Linked DNA regions of Mus musculus: region 2 is linked to region 1. Evidence: chromatin contacts called from public Hi-C data. All regions are on one chromosome and are shown on one strand. The core of a region is the stretch at or near the end of the contact, and the rest is flanking DNA. Distances in the headings are between cores, read along the strand shown. Region 1 overlaps Cemip2 (cell migration inducing hyaluronidase 2). Region 2 has its middle 230 kb from the start of Trpm3.

The links. Hi-C and Micro-C count contacts between places; a contact is called where the count stands out from the background.
Region 2: a contact with region 1 is called in a Hi-C map of adipose-derived mesenchymal stem cells, with 2.0 times the contacts expected there. A contact is called at or near these places in 1 of 39 promoter capture datasets (hippocampal neurons), 1 of 484 Hi-C or Micro-C datasets (adipose-derived mesenchymal stem cells) and 1 of 130 datasets of targeted methods (large pre-B cells).

The regions. Positions count from the first base shown.
Region 1 is chr19:21,818,933-21,821,809 of GRCm38.p6, reverse strand. The region is part of intron 12 of Cemip2 (cell migration inducing hyaluronidase 2); the gene reads right to left. Among named protein-coding and RNA genes, the nearest start is that of Cemip2, 42 kb to the right of the region's middle.
Region 2 is chr19:22,221,496-22,224,603 of GRCm38.p6, reverse strand. It overlaps a transcript of Trpm3 not described here. Among named protein-coding and RNA genes, the nearest start is that of Trpm3, 230 kb to the left of the region's middle.

The DNA of each region.
Region 1 (2,877 bases), core at 215-2,714:
CTTGCACAAAGTTGTTACAGCAAGTCAAACAAGGAGAGCCACGGGAAGGAGCTCTGTAATGTTCTAAATTAGCGGGATCCCCAACCTTCCTTCTGCTGCGGCATTTTAATGCAGTTCCTCATGTTGTGCTGACCCACAACCATAAAATTATTTCACTGCTACTTCACAACTGTAATTTTGTTACTGTTATAAATTTTAATGTAAATATCTGATATGTAGAGTATCAGCTATGTGACCCCCACCTCACCAAAGGGGTCATGACCCACAGGCTGAGAACCACTACTCTAAATAAAGACACACAGATATTATAATGCAACATGTGACCCCCTGCTGCAGCCCCCTCATCTCTTCTGAGCATCTCTATATAGCCCAATGACTGATCATTTACACCAAAGCTGGGTCCTCAATTTCAGCTTTTTCACTGGTATTTAGAAAATGCAGTTAGGGGCTAGCAAGATGGCTCAGTGGTTAAAAGCACTGTCTATTCTTCCAGAGGACCTGGGTTCAATTCCCAACCCCCACATGATGGCTCACAACCATCTATAACTCCAGTTCAAGGGGATCTGATAACCTCTTTTGGGTTATGAAGGTGGTACACTAACACACATATAGACAAAACATCATGATGGTTAATTTCTTTAAGATTTATTTTATTTTTATTTAAGTGTATGTGTGGTCCTGTGTCTCTGTGTATATATATACACAAAACAAGTGCCCATAGAGGCTAGATGCTGGAGGTACAGGTGGTTGTGAGCCACCCAACCTAGGCTGTGAACAAAACTCCTGTCCTCCGAGAGCTGCAAGCGCTCCTAATGGTTAAGCCATCTCTCCAGTCTCTCGGTTGTTAATACTGCTGACAACTTAGTGGGATTTAAATCACTATAGAGAGACATCCCTAGGCATGTCTGTGAGGAAATTTCCAGACTGGGTAAACTGAGGTAGGATGGCCCACCCTAAATGCAAGTGGCACCAGTCTGTGAAAGAGTCAGCCAACACCAGTGTTCCTCTCCCTCTGACTGATAACTGTGGATTCTCTGTGCTCAGCTGCCTCACAACCTGGCCACTCACTGAGCCTTCCTTCCCTGCCGTGATATCCCTTCTCAAAGTATAAACAAAAAAAAAAACCCTCCCCCCTCTCCAGTTGCTTCCTGTAAAATATTTGGTCATAGCAATGACAAAAATAACTAATACAATCACCTCCCCTGATTTGAATGTACTAATTAGTTATAATGCACTGATTGGCTACCATGCCTCACCCTACCCCTTTTAAAAACTTCTTTATGAAATTCCCCAACTTCTAATGAAGTTTCCCAATCTTCAAATTCCCACTGTTTCCCATCTTGAGGACTCTGATAATTGGTGAGTCAGCTTCCTCTCTGAGGAACGGGATGAGTGTATCTGCTAGATCCCAGGAGCCCGGTGTTCAGCTCACAGCCTGATTTATTTATTACTCATTTGTGTCCTGTCATTTTTACTCATGTCTGGGTTGCATGAACACACGTGGACATAGTCTGCACACTGCTCCACACATACATACAGCTGCCAACTATCTAGTCATTCCCCTTCTATAATTAGCTCTGAGGTTACAGCTTACTAATGGAGTCTAGTTCCTTAGTATGTCTGCATTTGAAAACTGGTAAGAGAACTCAGAGTATGAAGGAATAATTACCATTTTCATAATACGTACAGGTTTATCTAGTAACAAACTTCTGAAGCCATAATGAGGAGTCCAGTTACAATGTCCACAGCCTCTTAATATACTTATTCCTCCATCCATGTACATACTATATACAAACATATAAAGTACATAGCGTGGCCTTTGCATACATGCATACAAACATGAGGGAACAAACATGTGTGGAGGCAGGATGCTCCTGTCAGCTGGTTTCCTCACTCACGACTCACATTAGTTTCATGACAGGGTCTCTCAGTGGACCCGGTGCTGCATGATTCAGCTGGACTCTGTTCAGCAATCCCAGGACTCCCCTTACCTCTCCTGGCACCTCGCCTGCCTTGTAGGGAGGTTGCACTGACATCTCACACTTGTGACGCAAGCCCTGAGCCAGCTCAGCCAGCAGGCTTAGATAAGTTCTTTCAAGGCAGAAAAAGAAGCCAACTGTTTAACAGTTTTTCTGGCACGAACTCATTGAAACTACCAACTATAAAAAACCTTTTTAAAAGCAGGTGTGACCAGATTTGGTAGCTCCTTCCAGTAATCCCAACACTTGGATGCAGAGGCAGGCAGGCCCTGTGAGTTCTAGACCAGACTGAATTCCATCTTGAGTCTAGTCTCATAACAAACATAATAAAAAATACACGGGCAACTTTCCAATAGCAACTTTGTAGGGGTTTTTTTTGTTTGTTTGTTTGTTTGTTTTTTTTGGCGGGGAGGGCGGGGAGATTAGGCCAATATGCTAATTTTATTTAGTGCTAACTTGATATACTTGATATAAAGTAGAGTCAACTAGAAACAAGTAACCTCAACTGAGAAATTTTCTAGATCAGACTAGTCCATTGGCTTGTCTGTGGGGCATGTTCTTGATTGCTAAATGAAACAGGAGGGCCCAGCCTACTGTGGGTAGCACTATCCCTAGGCAGGTAGAAAGCAAGGGAGAGATCCAGTAAGCAATAGCATCCCCACAGGGTCTCTGCATCAGAATCCTGCTGTGAGCCCCTGCCACTGCCTCCCTCAGTTAGGATGTAGCCTGTGAGTTGAAATAGGCCCTCTCCTCCCCAAGTTGCTTTTTATTACATGGCGTTTTTCATCACAGCAACAGGAAGCAAAGTAGGACATCCAATATTCTTGCTTCATAATTTTATTCTCATCTAAGTGGTCCTCCTTAAGTTTTGGCCCATTTTTTTGGCATCCCAGGTTCA
Region 2 (3,108 bases), core at 309-2,808, 400 kb before region 1:
GCTACAGGTTATCATAAAATACCTGAAATGGGGATGAAAGTAGGAACAAATGTTCACTCAGACATCCAAAGACTTTAACCTACCAACACCTAGATGTCATATGTACAGCCACCATCCGTGAAATGACTATTTCTGTTGCTTTGTGTTTCCTAGTTTGTGGCCATTTGCCATGGTAGCCCCAGGGAACTGATGTGACCTTCTTCTAAGATAGTCTATTGGGGCCAAGTGAATATTGCCTCAACTCCCCGCCCGCCCTTCCCCCCCACCCCCTCCCCCACCGCAAATTATGCATATGTGCAAGCAAAAGCAACTAGTTGCACATAGGAGATCCTCTAAAATATCCCTCCCTCTGGCTGGGGTCTCTAACATTCTACAATGAACACAATTACATAGTGTGAGCTGGACCAAAGCTTTGCCATTAGAAGTCACTGATAGACACATTTATATTTGTAAAGCATAGACTGGTTTTTCTATGGGGCTATATAACTCTTTTATTCCAAAAATAATCTAAAAAACAGGAAAACAAAAAGCATGCCTTAAAAGCATAAAATGTTTTAAGGGAGAACTAAAACTTTCATTATCATCCATATTAAATGGCCTGTCACACTTATGAAACCCTGAGCCCACCCGGGAAATCCAGTTGGCAGCTGATTGGCAGCTGATGACTCATTAGCCCTCGCTGTGTTCTCACTCAAAGAATGTCCCTGTATGTGGCATTTCAGGCAACAGCAAGTGATAAAATCAAGGTAAGCAGAGACTGAGCTAACCTTCAAGCTTCTGGAAGCAGCTGTACAGACTACATAGCCTGTAGTCTAAACTGTTATCTCAGATGGGGAAGCAGAGAAATGGGCAAGAGGATAAGTTAGAGTTCAGATCACAGCTCTTTCTCACCTCTATGGACATGATACTTCACTTGGCTAGAACGTAGGTTCACAACCATAAAATATGGGCAATACTTGTAATAGGTTGCTATACAAATTAAACTGGGTGATCTTTGTGAACCCTTGGTTTAGTCTTTGGCATAGGGCACATTCTCAGTCAATACTGACGGTTATTCTTCTGAACAATGTAGCCATGGCTTAGTAGCACACAAAAAAGAGACTCATACTCTTGTCTTAGCATATGTAGCTGTAGCTGTAGCTGTAGCTGTAGATGTAGATGTAGATGATGTAGATGTAGATGTAGATGTAGATGTAGATGTAGATGTAGATGTAGATGTAGATGTAGATGTAGATATGATTCTAAAGCTTTCTTACTACTTTTTGGATCACAGCCCTGAGCCCCAGAGAGGTGAGAAAAAGGTGGGACATACACAATTAGAGTATGTGAATACAGGAAATGATCTCAGAGAATATCTTAGAAATGCAGTAATGACTGGAGAGATCCATGAAGGACAGAATAGTAAGACTAGAGGCATGTGTTTGCAGCTAGCCACATCACTCCATGGCCATTGTCTCAGTGGAATAAAGTTATTTCTGAAAAAAAAAAGAAGAAGCATACATCCCTGACATTTCTGAGCATTGCATGCTTTAATTTTTATTGCAACATCACCACTTCCTGCGAAGTCTGTTACTTTTAAAGAGGCAAGAGGCATTGTATGTAGAAATACAACTTCATGTTATTTCTCATCAAATCGTTGTGGTAAAAGTCTCTAGAGAGCATTTTCATACTCAACACGCCCCATATTTCAAACACAGAGATCTGTAAACTTCACAAGGAATCAGTGTTCATGAATAAGCAGACATGTGATATTGTTTAAAAAAAAAAAAAAAAAGAGCCTCCACAGCAATCCTCTCCCTCGCATACAAAGAGGACTCCTCAGCCCCCTCTCATTTGTCTGGATTTTGTATCCATCCACTTCTATCTGGTCCAGCATCTAATTAACATCACAGTGCATCTGGCAGATGCTTCATTTTTCAGGAACTGAGGACACTGTCTGCAGTCAGGTCACACATCCAAATTAGCTGGTCCTCCCTGCACAAATCACAGTCCCACTCATTCTGTAGTAAGCTCCGCTGGCTCACATTTAAATGATGCTCTTAATCTTTATCCTTCCTTTTCTCTTCTTAAGAATTAGACAGGAAATCCTAGATCCAAATAAGTGCTCAGCTCACAGCTTCTCCATAAGTCTGCCATAAAGGACAATGACTGCCAAAGCAACTGCAGAGCAATATGGAAGATAATGTTCTACTTTGTGAGCAAATTTCTGTCTATTGAAATGGGCTGGTTTGCTCACCCGACTTTTCTGTCCCTGGCCTTAATGGAACTGTGGCCTTGGGGAATAGCAAAAGTGAAGAAGTGAATGGGTAATATAGAAGTAATATTCTTGGCTGTAATTTAAAAGAATGCAGTGTTTCCCCAACAGAACCTCTGTGCCGAGCAAGAGACAGCAGTCATCTTTATCTGCAACAAATTTGATCAGCATAAATTCAAATCTCACTTTCAGCAAAATAGCCTAGAAGTTTATTAGTCACTGTAAGATCAGCTTTCTTTATTTTAAAAACATTATCATTCTTAAAGATGTTTTTGCTGTTGTCAATTTCTTCTTTTCTTTTGTTTCTTTTTCTTTTTTGTTTCTTTTGGCCTTTTCTGTCAATAATGCCCTCATTGGTAGATTTTTTTTTTAATAAGGCACAGTTACCATGTGTTATAGGCACAGTTACCATGAGGATGTGTTCATACAATATGAATCTCAAAATCATGGACTTAGAGTCTGTCCTAGTTAGGTTTCTATTGCTGCAACGAACACCATGACCAAAATGCAACTTCCTTTTCCTCCCAAAATCTCCCAAGAAAGGTTTACTTGGCTTATATTTCCATATTTGTATTCATCAAAGAAAGTCAGGACAGGAACTGAAACAGGGCCAGAACCTGAAATCAAGAGCTGATGCAGAGGCCATGGTGAGGAGCGGCTTACTGGCTTGTTCAACCTGTCTCTTATAGAACACAGAACCACCAGTCCAGGGATGGCACCACCCCTAATGGGCTGGGTCCTTCTCCATTGATCACTAATTAAGAAAATGCAGAAGACTAACAGAGTCAACTAACCTGGACCCCTGGGAGCTCTCAGAGACTGAGCCTCTAACCAAAGAACATACATGGGCTGTT